Linked DNA regions of Mus musculus: regions 1, 2 and 4 are each linked to region 3. A link is a contact called in public Hi-C and HiChIP or PLAC-seq data. All regions are on one chromosome and are shown on one strand. Each heading gives the region's core, a stretch centred on a gene start, on an enhancer-like site or on the middle of the called end of the contact. The rest is flanking DNA. Distances are from core to core; before and after follow the strand shown.

What was found. A called contact is a pair of places that touch in the nucleus more often than the background predicts. HiChIP or PLAC-seq counts read pairs in DNA pulled down with a chosen protein or histone mark.
Region 1: an H3K4me3 HiChIP or PLAC-seq map of bone marrow-derived macrophages shows a contact between it and region 3, with 6 times the contacts expected there. The contact joins two enhancer-like sites. A contact is called at or near these places in 2 of 484 Hi-C or Micro-C datasets (the C10 cell line and bone marrow-derived macrophages), 6 of 115 datasets of contacts at active chromatin or transcription factors (acute myeloid leukemia, astrocytes, bone marrow-derived macrophages and 3 more) and 1 of 9 other capture datasets (embryonic stem cells).
Region 2: a contact with region 3 is called in a Hi-C map of bone marrow-derived macrophages, with 15 read pairs. The contact joins the promoter of Sulf2 here to the enhancer-like site in region 3. A contact is called at or near these places in 11 of 39 promoter capture datasets (3T3-L1-derived adipocytes, the HPC-7 cell line, Sertoli cells and 7 more), 1 of 15 datasets of contacts at CTCF or cohesin (the NIH/3T3 cell line), 4 of 484 Hi-C or Micro-C datasets (LSK cells, bone marrow-derived macrophages, cortical neurons and 1 more), 28 of 115 datasets of contacts at active chromatin or transcription factors (astrocytes, cardiomyocytes, craniofacial prominence and 17 more) and 2 of 9 other capture datasets (adipose tissue and pancreatic islet).
Region 4: a contact with region 3 is called in a Hi-C map of bone marrow-derived macrophages, with 21 read pairs. The contact joins two enhancer-like sites. A contact is called at or near these places in 1 of 484 Hi-C or Micro-C datasets (bone marrow-derived macrophages), 6 of 115 datasets of contacts at active chromatin or transcription factors (T-cell acute lymphoblastic leukemia, astrocytes, cardiomyocytes and 3 more) and 1 of 9 other capture datasets (embryonic trunk).

What each region holds. Positions count from the first base shown.
Region 1 is chr2:166,179,861-166,182,560 of GRCm38.p6, reverse strand. It overlaps Gm30320 (a long non-coding RNA gene), which reads right to left. Exons shown (of 4, transcript XR_866951.1): 4 at 1-183. Among named protein-coding and RNA genes, the nearest start is that of Gm30536, 13 kb to the left of the region's middle. Within about 2 kb of position 1,305, at least 169 of the 459 cell types and tissues checked have an H3K27ac peak or open chromatin away from gene starts, as enhancers often do. A contact at or near this core is called in bone marrow-derived macrophages, where this site is marked.
Region 2 is chr2:166,154,396-166,157,152 of GRCm38.p6, reverse strand. It overlaps Sulf2 (sulfatase 2), which reads left to right and starts at 1,470. Exons shown (of 21, transcript NM_028072.5): 1 at 1,470-1,650.
Region 3 is chr2:166,535,854-166,538,553 of GRCm38.p6, reverse strand. No RefSeq gene overlaps it. Among named protein-coding and RNA genes, the nearest start is that of Gm29679, 27 kb to the left of the region's middle. Within about 2 kb of position 1,438, at least 21 of the 459 cell types and tissues checked have an H3K27ac peak or open chromatin away from gene starts, as enhancers often do. A contact at or near this core is called in bone marrow-derived macrophages, where this site is marked.
Region 4 is chr2:166,227,353-166,230,052 of GRCm38.p6, reverse strand. No RefSeq gene overlaps it. Among named protein-coding and RNA genes, the nearest start is that of Gm30536, 34 kb to the right of the region's middle. Within about 2 kb of position 1,417, at least 35 of the 459 cell types and tissues checked have an H3K27ac peak or open chromatin away from gene starts, as enhancers often do. A contact at or near this core is called in bone marrow-derived macrophages, where this site is marked.

The DNA.
Region 1 (2,700 bases), core at 56-2,555, 360 kb after region 3:
TCAGGTCCCCTTCTCTACTGACATTCAGCCAGGTCCCCATATGCTGCTCCTGGCCTCTCCAAGCCTCACTGCTGGGGTAGCAACGCCACCCTGTTTGGCTGCAAACATCGCCTCTCAGGTCATTTAACCGTCTCTTTGCTTCCTGCTTCAATGCATCATGTTAATGAGGCTTTGTCTCCTACCCTGAAGAGAAGAAAATTAAAAACAGCAAACGCATGTCACATGGCACCAACCCAGGCTTGCGGGGACATTCAAGATGGGGACACAATCCTCTCAGATTCATCTCTTCACATTCCCTGTCCTTCCAGGTGTCCGTCACAGAAATGCAGCCCACCTCCTTTGAGACAGGTCTCTCTTCGGCCTGGAGCTCACCAATTAGGCAAGACTGGTTGGCCAGCGAGCCTCCTGTCCACACCTCCCGCACTGGGGCTACCCACGCATGCCACCACACCCAGCTTTCTTATGTGGGCTCTGGAACTCAAGTCCTTAAGCTTAACCGCCTCCTCAGCCCCTCTAAGGACCTTTTAAATAAAATTGATAGCAGCCAGCCTTTCTTGATCCCTGTCCCTTCGACTCCATGTCCCTTCCCACACAACGCAGATTTGATGTACAGGGGTGGGGATGTTTGGTTAGGAAGGGAATGTGGGGCCAGTGGCCACGTGAGCAAGCCCAGAGTCTGTCCTTCCATGGCACTTACAAGAACACCCTCAAGGCCTGCAGCTGCTCCCTGCTGCTAGCCCGCAATGGATCTGGAGCCCCCAAACCATTCAGGAAGTGCCCGAATCCAACCCTTAGAAACTGGAGGCAACAAAGGCTTGTGTGAGCCATGAACATTGGAAGGATGGGGGACTTTGTTACACAGCCAAAGCTGACTGCTACAAAGCCCACACCCGCTTCACACTCCTATGTGTCTAGAAATATTCAGGGCACGATCTACAGCCCAGCTCCCATTACCTTCCTTCGGCATCCCCACCCTGAGGCATGCCCACTCTCTGCCCTCAACAAGCCTTCAGAATGGTCCCATTTTCCAGCCTGAGCACCAGTCCAAGAGAAGGGGGGATCCTAACCAATTAGCCCAAGTTTCCATGAGCTCTGTCTGTCTCAGCCCAGAAGGTCATATGTCCATGAAGCACCCAGCCACAGTCTGAGATGCAATGAGATCCACCCTGCAGAGATTGTTTTATGGAGATTTCTGTTCAATGTCAGACCAGCTTCTGTCTTTTCAATCTTCCAGACTGCTAAAGGATGTGAAATCTTTGCCTCTGACCACTTCCTCATCCAGGCCCATATGGAGAAGTGAAAGGACTTTTTGGGACTCTTTCTTGCTTGTTCCTTTAGAAGGAACAAGTGTTTGTGTGCCCTTTATTCCGACTATGGGCATAAGAATGTCTGCCTTTCCCTGCAACCAACACATCCTATCCCAGCAAACATGAACTGTTGTCAGGGACACGAGGAACCCGACTCCATGTCTTCTGAGAACTCCAAACAGCCTGGCTGTGTACAGTCACACTGTCAGTAGAAACAGAAACCATAGAAATGGGGTAAGCACACCCCACGAGGCATCAGAAAGGGGTGCAGACTATAGTGTGGGTGGGGCCGGTGGGGGAGGAGTTTGGAGCATGGAGCAACAGAATGGAAACTGGAAAGCTGCCAAGGAAACTATGGCAGAGAGAGCCAGAAAGCACCCGGGACGTTTGCTCAGGACTGGAGGGAGCGAGGCGTCATTAAGCTGACTTGCCTGGGCTTCCACGAGACAATGGGATTCATTTAATGAGAGAGGCCCCGGCATGGCAGAAATCTAAATTAATCCTTTGCTCGGCAGTTCACAGGGGAAGATGAGGAAGAAGTTGTCTTTAGAAATCACAACACTTTTTCCACCACCAAGGTAAAAACTCAGAGAGGAAAGAGAATGGGATAGGCACAAACAAACTTTCAAAACTGGCCCTGTCCTGTGCTTCCAGCCTGGCTGCTCCTCCAGGGCCTGCCTCTGGAGTTCTCTGGGGAAAACTGTCTCTGGGCCCCATGAGACTTCTCTCCCTTGCTGCTGCTGGCCTTAGCCCTCAAACTCTCAGTTCAACTGGCTAACTCCCTGGCTGGGTTTTCTTCTGGTGATTAAAAACACAGAAGTCAATCTTTTCCAGATGCCTGTGGTCGCTTTCCTGTGCTTTGGGGCTTCTGTTACCAGGCAGAGTAGACTCGAGATGAAATTGAAACCTGCCAACACAGGCAGGTCCCCCTCTCAAAGACTCATAAAAAAACGGGTGCGAGGAATACTCAAAACAGCTGGGACGGGCAAATGGCTTCTAGAAGCCCTGCTTCTGTGTGTTAGGAAGGAGGATGGGCCCATCCCTTGGAGAGTCTGATGGTCTCTGTTTGCTGTGATGTGATTTCTCCCAGGGCAGGCTGGGGTGTACACACCCATCCTATAAGCTGGGAGCTTTTATTATCTGTCTTATACACAATACTTGCTGCCCACAGTGCTATTTTGACCAAAGACAGGAAAGTAATTTTCCGAAAGTGAGCCACCAGCCCCCCTAAGGGTATCAACTTCAGTCCTGAATGGCTCAGCTCCTGGTTTCTTGCCTTGACCAGGCCTCCAAAGACAGAGTCTAGGCCAATCCCTCCCACTCCCCTCCCCCAGGTTGTTGCTCTGGGCAACATCTTCTCAGGCAGGCCTCTCTTGACCTCTGCACTCTGCAT
Region 2 (2,757 bases), core at 221-2,720, 380 kb after region 3:
AGGTGCAGCCTGTGGGCTGTGTACAAGCCTCTGTCATCTCTGAGCATACATGTTCTCCAAAAACTATGAATGTACACTTCATGTGATGACCAGGTGCAAAGCTCTCCATTTGGCCACAGAACCTGCTGTTCTTCCTGGGAGGAGAACCCCAAGCCAGGATGGGTATAGCATGTAAAGTTACCTGTTGCAGAAAAAGAGAAGGATACAAAAAGATCAAGTGTATACATTGTTGTTGCTTCGTGTGCTTCTGAGACAGTATCACTATATAGAAAGTTTGACTTTGGGTGATCCTCCTGCCTCAGCCTTCCCAGTGCAGGCATCACAGATGTGGGCCACGAGAATACTGTCTGAGTTGACCCTATAAGGATATATAAATTAATCAATTTAATTATTCAATTAAATGTCTGGGATGTTGAAACTGATTACACCTGCTTTTCTATCTGTTTTATTGGTTTATTTTCTGAGATTTTTTTCCTTTTGTTTTGTTTTGTTTTGTTTTGTTTTGTTTTAATAGGGTCTCCTGGACCTCCAACTGGTCTTAATCACCCTGTGTGTAGATAAGGGTGACCTTGAATTTTTTATTTTCCTGCCTTTGCCTCCCAAGAGCTGGGATTGCAGGCGTGCACCAGCACTGTACATTTGATGTTTGTTTGTGTGTTTGTGCTTTCTAATGAAGTTCTCAGAATCTCAAGGATGGGAGCCCTCTGCCCCAAGCATCCAATGAACAGCGCTGCAGGGGCCCAGCCCCTTCTCATGCAGCACTGAGACTGGAATGCCTGGGGGTGGGGTGGAGGGTGGGGGGGGGGGTTCATGAAAGCGAATACTCACGCCTAACATCCTGTATCCAGCCAGGACTCTACACTAGCCAAAGGTGGGGCTTGCCCCCGGCTTAGGAAAGCAAGTTCAGGGTTAGTACAACGACTGTATGGGCGGAGTCGAGAGCCCCCCACGCAGTCCAGACAACCCGCTTGAATTTTAGATAAACAGCGAGGACGTGATTTTAGTGCATCTCCATCGGTGCCCTGTTATTTTTACTACGTGAATTTGACAAACGCTATCCATCAGAAAACTAGAAAAATCCCACCAGGGGAAGGAGGATCTTGAAAATAAGCGCAGCCTGGGGGGTCAGATACAACTCCGGAGCTCAGCTTCTTGGGTTCAGATCCTGATCCAACTATCTGACCTTGGGCCAATAACTTAACGGCTCTGTCTTGATTTCAGTATCTATAAATGGATGAACATCTTGGAAGACTTTCAGGGGTTACGTTTCCATCCGAGGCCCGCCCCGTTCCACCGCAGGGTCGATAACCCCCTAGCACATCAGCTGTACTTTCTGAAGCTACTGGTGGGCTCTGTGAGGCTCTTCACCCACCCTTGGCAGCCAGGGCCCCCTCAAGCCTCTGGTGGCTTCGGGGACGGCAGAAACCGCGCAGACAGCACCACCTGGAGTCAGAGTTCTCCCTTTACCAAGGGAACCGGCCTCCCCTTTCTTTCCCATTCCCGGCCCATGTCTGGGCAACGCTTCTGCTTTCGCTTGAGCTCAACTTAATTTCTCAGAGAGCTTCGGAGACGCGTGGGAAGGTCCCAGGCGCGTGGGCAGTTCCTCCCGCGATCTAGCTTGGGGATCGGCCCGAGCCGGCGTCTCCAATGGCAAGTGTGTGCGTGTGTGTTTAGAGGCGAGCGCGGGGCTTTCAGCTAAGGCTGCCGGGTGTTTGCAAACCAGGGCGAGCCCCTGTGAAAGCGGATAAAAGAAAACATTTATTAACGTGTCATTACGAGGGGCAGCGCCGGGCCGGGGCTGTCGCACGCCTCAGGGAACACTTGGCTCCTCGCTGCTGGGAGGGAGGAGGACGAAAAAGCGGAAAGAGGCTGGATTCTCTGCGCGCCAGCCCGGGGGCCTGATCCATGGCCCTCGCGACTTCGCGCCGGTGTCTGGTGGACTAAGAGATGCGCCCCCGGTCCGAGTGGCACACACGCGCGCACACACGCACGCGCGGTCCCGGCTCGCCGGCAGCTCCCTGCTCAGCGCACATCAGCCTCAACTCCGCGCCCAGGGCGAGCGGGAGCGGGTGCGGGTGAGTGCGCCCCGGGCCCGCGAGGGTGCGCGCTCGGCGGCGGGAGCGCGGCCGGCCACCGGCTCGGCAGGCAGCAGGCCGGGAGCCGCCGGGACTTCGGGCCGGGGCGCGGGGCGGCCGCGGCGGCGGAGGTGAGGAGCGATGGCTGAATCGCCGGGTCCCCGGCGGGGCGGGAGGCGGCTGGGTCCTGGGTCCTGGCGCGCGCGGAGGCCGGGGCGGGCGGGGCGAAGCAGAAGCCGGGATGCCGCGGAGGCGGCTGGAGCAGCGGCAAGGCAGAGTCCCCTACGCCCCGCGGCCCGGCCCGGCTGCGGCAGAGACGCGGTGAGGCCGCGGGGGCCGCGCGGTGAGTGGGGCGCGGGGCCGGGCCCGGATCACAGATTCCAGGGCGAGCACGGTTCAGGTGAGCCCAGCCGGTCCCCGCTGCCCGGCTCAGGGAGGGTGTTACCCGGAGGTTTAGGTACCGGCCGGCCTCAGTGGGGCTGACCGATTTGACCCCGTCTGCAAGGCTGGGCGGCTAGGGGAGGACTTCCCGCGCCCCGGTGGTTCCCGGGGAAGGGCGCGTGGACCCGCGGGCTGCAGGAGCATGGCCCGGTTGACCCCTTGAGGTTTAGATCCAGAGGGCCAGCTAGAAGCCAGACCACGTGTGGCTTGTCCGGGCAGGACCCGAGCAAGCAGGGACTAG
Region 3 (2,700 bases), core at 189-2,688:
TTAAGTTACTGTGAGAAAACAAAAGAAACAAAATTTGTTCAAGTATCAACCTCATTCCCACATCCCCCACCAGGGAGGAAATACAAGGCTGGCCAGGGGAGGGTAGGAGGACTCCTCACTTGCAGATATCCAGCATGCCCCCCCCAACCTTGTCCATCCCTCACAGCACTAAATTCCATGCCAGGACAGCTCTGGTGATTGGCTCTCTCCTCCTTGGTGCTGCCAGATTGCCAGGAGCTCTCTCTGTGTTCCCCGTCTTTCTACTGTCACCGAAAGGCTTTGATTTAGTTTATTTATCCCCACAGCTCCAGGGGGAGGGAGCTGGACTCCTGAAAGATCACCTTCACCAGTCTGCAAGGTGAATGATTTCAGGGGAGAATAACAGGTGTTGTCTGTGGAAAGCCCATGTCGCCTGTGCCCTGTCACCCAGGAGACTGAGCTCTAGAGCAGCCCATGGGAGCACACCATCGAGGGCACACCATGGAGAAAACGTGGAGGACAGATGGAAAGGCGGGGAGGGGAGGGTGGCTATCCTGACAGACAGAAAGCCAAACCCCAGACTCAAACATGTGCTGAACTGTGGGAGAGAACCAACCAACAGCAAAAGAGAGGTGTCCAAGGTCACGGGCTGCGTGGTGGATTTGGAACAGGTGTAGGGCTAGGCTAGAGCAACCATGACTGTGTCTCACACAAAGGGATAGAGACCCTCACTCCACGACACCAGTGATGGTTTCTAATTTCACCTCCAGAGTCGATGGAGGGGCCCCGGGGCCAAAAGGTTGGGGGCTTTTTCTGCCCTTTTCTTTCTCCTAGATAAGATTTCATCCAGAGAAAAATGTGTGTAGGCACAAGTGTGTGTGTATAAGTGTGTGTGTATGGGTGTGTGTGTGCAAGTGTATGTGTCTGTCTGTGCGTGTCTGTGCATGTGTGCATGTGTGTATGTGCTAGTGGGCAGGAATGTGTATGTATGTGCATGTATGTGCACATGTCTGTGTTTGCATGTGCATGTGTGTATAGAGTTGATAGATAAATTTAAATTCAAGATCCTCAGTTAAATTTGAATTTCAGATAAATAACAAATTGATTTATTCTAGTATAACTCTGTCCCAAGCAATATTTGGTACATATTTACATTTTTTTTTTTTTTTGTTGATCTGAAATTCATTTTTTCTTTTCTAATTCCAGGAAGCTTTGGTTTATGTATGTTTAAGGAGAAAAAAGGATTTGAAAATGAATCTGTTACCATATGGTATACTCCTTCAGGCCTTAACTGTATGAAGCCCTGCTTCCCCAAACTGAACCCTGCAAACAAGATTCTAGACCATTCTTCTGTCCCCATGAACAAAACACACTCCATCTCATGGGGCTACAGCCAGTTGTGTTCACAAGGGAAGAAGGGTTGGGCTGCTGTCACTTGGTCATGTGGCTTCCTCTTGCTTCCTGCTGTTGGAAGGCCAAATGTGGTGACAGCAACATTTGTTCCAATGGTTCCCTGGGGAGGAGGGGCAGATCTAGCCTGAGAGCACCAGTGCACTTGTGTGATTGTATGTGTGCGCGAGTGTGTGCACGTGTGTGTGAGTGTGCATGTGTGTATGTATGAAGGCCTGCATATCACCCTTGAGGGACCTGGGAGTCTGCAGAATGCCTTTTGGCTATGTTTTCCCATAATCCCAGCAAGCCCCTTGGGCATCATGCTCTCAGATAAGATGGTTAACTCTAATTGTCAGCTTGTCAATACAACTTGAATACCCTGGAGAAAGTCTCAGCGGGGGGTATTGTCTATATTGGGTTGGCCTATGGAAGAATATTTTAATTAAGCTAATTAATGTGTGAAGACCGAGCCTACAGTGGGTGGTGCCATTCCCTAGGCATGGGTCCTGAACTGCAGATGAATGGAGAATTCGAGCTGAGCTCAAGCAAGCTAGCATGTACGCATTCATTCTCTCTCCTCTCGATTGGGACTGTGATGTGACCAGTTGGAAGTTCTTTACTTGGCTTTCCCACAATGGTGGCCTGTAGCCTGGAATTTTAAGTTGAAATAAGCCTCTCTCTCCCTTAATTTGCTCTTTATTAGGGAGAGAGACAGAGAGAGAGAGAGAGAGAGAGAGAGAGAGAGAGAGAGAGAGAGTGTTTTAATCACAGGAACAGAAATGAAACCAGAGCACCAGGCACCTGGGGACTGGTGGCCCCATTTGGAGTCTCAGTGTCTGATGGAGACATGAGAGTCCTCAGAGCTCAGCTGTGCTCAGCTTAGGAAGTCACTTTCCTTGGGTCTGGTGGCGGTGTTGATGCTCAGCAGTCTCTAGGACCATTTCATCTCCAGCCCCTGCTGCTTCTGATGACACCATCTAGACAGCCTTTCTCTTCTCAGGTCCTGCATGCTCTGTGACATGCTTTTCGCACTGTGACTGTCTGTGGCTGGACAATGAGCCTCTCGCGCTCCTCAGGCTGTCCCAAGCCCCTCCTACCCCCCCACGGTGCATGTTTGCTCACAGGAACCTTTCTTTTGACACACACAAGCTGCTCTCTTTCTTCCGTACTCTTCTCAGTAGCTGTGCACCGAGAGAGGCTCGCTGATAGCTTTTCTCCGAGTTTTCTCATCTGAGTGGTTTTGGCCTGACCACTTTCTGGCTGAGCTTGAGGCAGATGCGATTTTATGAGGCTGTAAAAGTCAAGCTTTGAATGTGTTTCTATCAAATT
Region 4 (2,700 bases), core at 168-2,667, 310 kb after region 3:
ACAGAGAGCTCTCTCCCAAGACACTGAGTCCCAGGCCACATGCTGCTGTGCCCTCTCTCTCCCACCGCCTCCCTCCCACCCTCTCTCTGCTCTCTACCCTTCATCACACTGTTGTGTTTTCTTCTCTGTCTCTATCTGGAAAGTCCTAGGTAGCTGTCGGCTCCCTGCATTGCGCTGTGGGTGAATTTTCAAGGAAGCCTTACAGGAGAGAGCGCCATCTCCCCACACCCCTGCATCCTCCAGCCCCAGGCACCTAGGACGAGTACATTCTCATCAATGCACACATACCTTGTGCCTTGTTAGGTGAATGGATGAGTGAGTTAGTCAGTGGATGGATAGGTGGATGAATGGATGGATGGTCCCTATAGAAAGAGGTTTCTTGAGCAGGGCGTGGTGGCACACGCCTTTAATCCCAGCACTTGGGAGGCAGAGGCAGGCGAATTTCTGAGTTCAAGGCCAACCTGGTCTACAGAGTGAGTTCCAGGACAGCTAGGGCTACACAGAAACCCTGTCTCAAAAAAGAGAAAGAAAGAGAGAGAGAGAGAGAGAGAGAGAGAGAGAGAGAAAGAAAGAAAGAAAGAGTAAAGAAAGAAAGAGGTTTCTTCTTTCTCCTTACAGCTCGAACTCTGCACACATTCCCTGGCGTTGTGTTAAGCGGCCATCTTGTGCTGCCGTGCCCTTGCATCATGTCCCTTGCTCTTGTCCACCCCTTTCCCCTCCAATACCAGCTTTCCCTGGAAGGCCGAGAGCTCTTGGAGGTCATAGGCTGGCTTCTGGAGACTGCTTCAGTAAAAGGTTTTGTGCTTGACTCCAGGGCTGGGCTGCTACAGTTGGACTAGGTTGGAATTACACTAGTGAGGAGGGGTGAGTGGCTGGAGTGGAGCAGAATGGGCTGGAGTCAGGTGGGGAGGGTAGAAGGATCTGATCGGTTGTAACCAGTTGGGCTGGACTGTGCTGAGTTGGGTTTGTTGAGTTCCACTGAGCTGGCGTGGAAAACTGAGTCACTGCAAATTTCATTCACTCTCCAGCTTTCCCATCAGCAGAAGCTGGTCCCTCTGTCAAGGTGATTTTCCCTCTCTGTTGCTTCCACTAGACTCTCATATGTCCCCTATCCAGACTCTGTGACTCACCCCCTCCCTACCGGGCCCCCAGTCTCTGTCCATCATATCCCCACATGCCTGGTGCCTGGCTCTGGCTTTCAAACCCTAAGCCCCACACACATTCAGAAATTGTTTGATCAAAGGATCAAAGTAATGACAAAGCCAGGTAGGAGGGCACCGAGGAGCCCAGGAGACACAAGCCAGGTATTTGATGTCCACTTCCCCCTTGGAGAAGATCAGCTCTAGGAGGATTGTGTGCCCTGACTTTGCCCTTGACCAACCCAACCCAACCCAACCTAATCCATCCCTCTGGAGAGGAGGGTTCAGAAAGCCTGTGGACACGGCCTTGAGGCCAAAATGGGAAGGGGAAATGACTCAGCTGAGCCCAGGAGGAAGGTCTCAGCTGGCAGATCCACATCCATCCAATGAGCGTGACAGAGTGTCTCTACGCACCTCCGTCTCTGCCCAAAAGCACAGGCCACAGCATCCATTGCAGACTTGAGCTCACGGGGGGGGGGGGGGGGCGATGCAGAGGGAGCCTGGGTGGATGGCAAATAGGGAGAACACAGTTCTTGGCTTCCAGAGATGACATACAGAAGCCACAGCCTAAGATGGCCATGAGCTTAGCCTATGAGAGGGAGGAAAGGGGTGATCTATAGTGGAGATCTACAGGGGTGATCTATAGTGGTGATCTACTGGGATGACCAGCCTGGAGGAGCAGACAAGAGAAGGAGGTGTAGCCAGAGGGGTTTTCTAGGATCCACAAAGCCCAGGGCACAACTCCTCCGCTCATGAATACAAACATTGCATCCTTCTGCATCCACACTGAACTTCGGGGTAGTTTTTGTTTGTTTAATGTTTCTGAATATTTGATGAGAATAATTTTTTTAAAAAAATATATAGTAAAGGGAAGAACTTTTAAAAAGTTGGAGATTCATCTCTGCCGTGTTTGAACCAGTTTCTCAAAGATAAAGTCATAACTATTTCACAAACATCAAATAACCATGTGTCAAAATTTTATTTAACTCAGTAGCTAGTGAAAGATCTGGGAAGATTTTAGAGACAATTCAAGTAGACTAAGCTGTCTGGCTGTTGAGCCCCCAGGGATCCTCCTGTCCCCACCTTGCCAGTACTGAGATTCCAGGCTCACCCCACTGCACCAGCTTCTCTCTATGTTCTCATGCTTACACCGACTGGGCAGGGACTTTCCCAGCCAGCCATCCCTCGGCGCTTGGTGTTTCTTTGATGTCTGTGGAGTGTGTCACGCCCTGTGGCCACCCCACGCCTGTCCTGAGTCTCCTGAGGTCTCAAGCAGGTAGTGTCTGAGGTTGACATCTTGCTGCTTTTAAAGCCACAGGTTCACACATCTCTTAGGAGCCTCACATCACAGAAGTGTTTAGATACTTTTTTTTTTGCATACTAATATTGTCCTTTTTCTACTCTAAGCAGTGTCCTGCGAGTCAGTTCCTTTGATCTGTTCTTGAGTATAGCGTTAATGGTGCCTATACTGGTTATTCTGTTTCTATACCTCATTCTGCAGTAAGAGAGCATCCTGAGATAAGATGTAGGAGGAAGGGTGGACGGAGAGCTAATAGTGTGG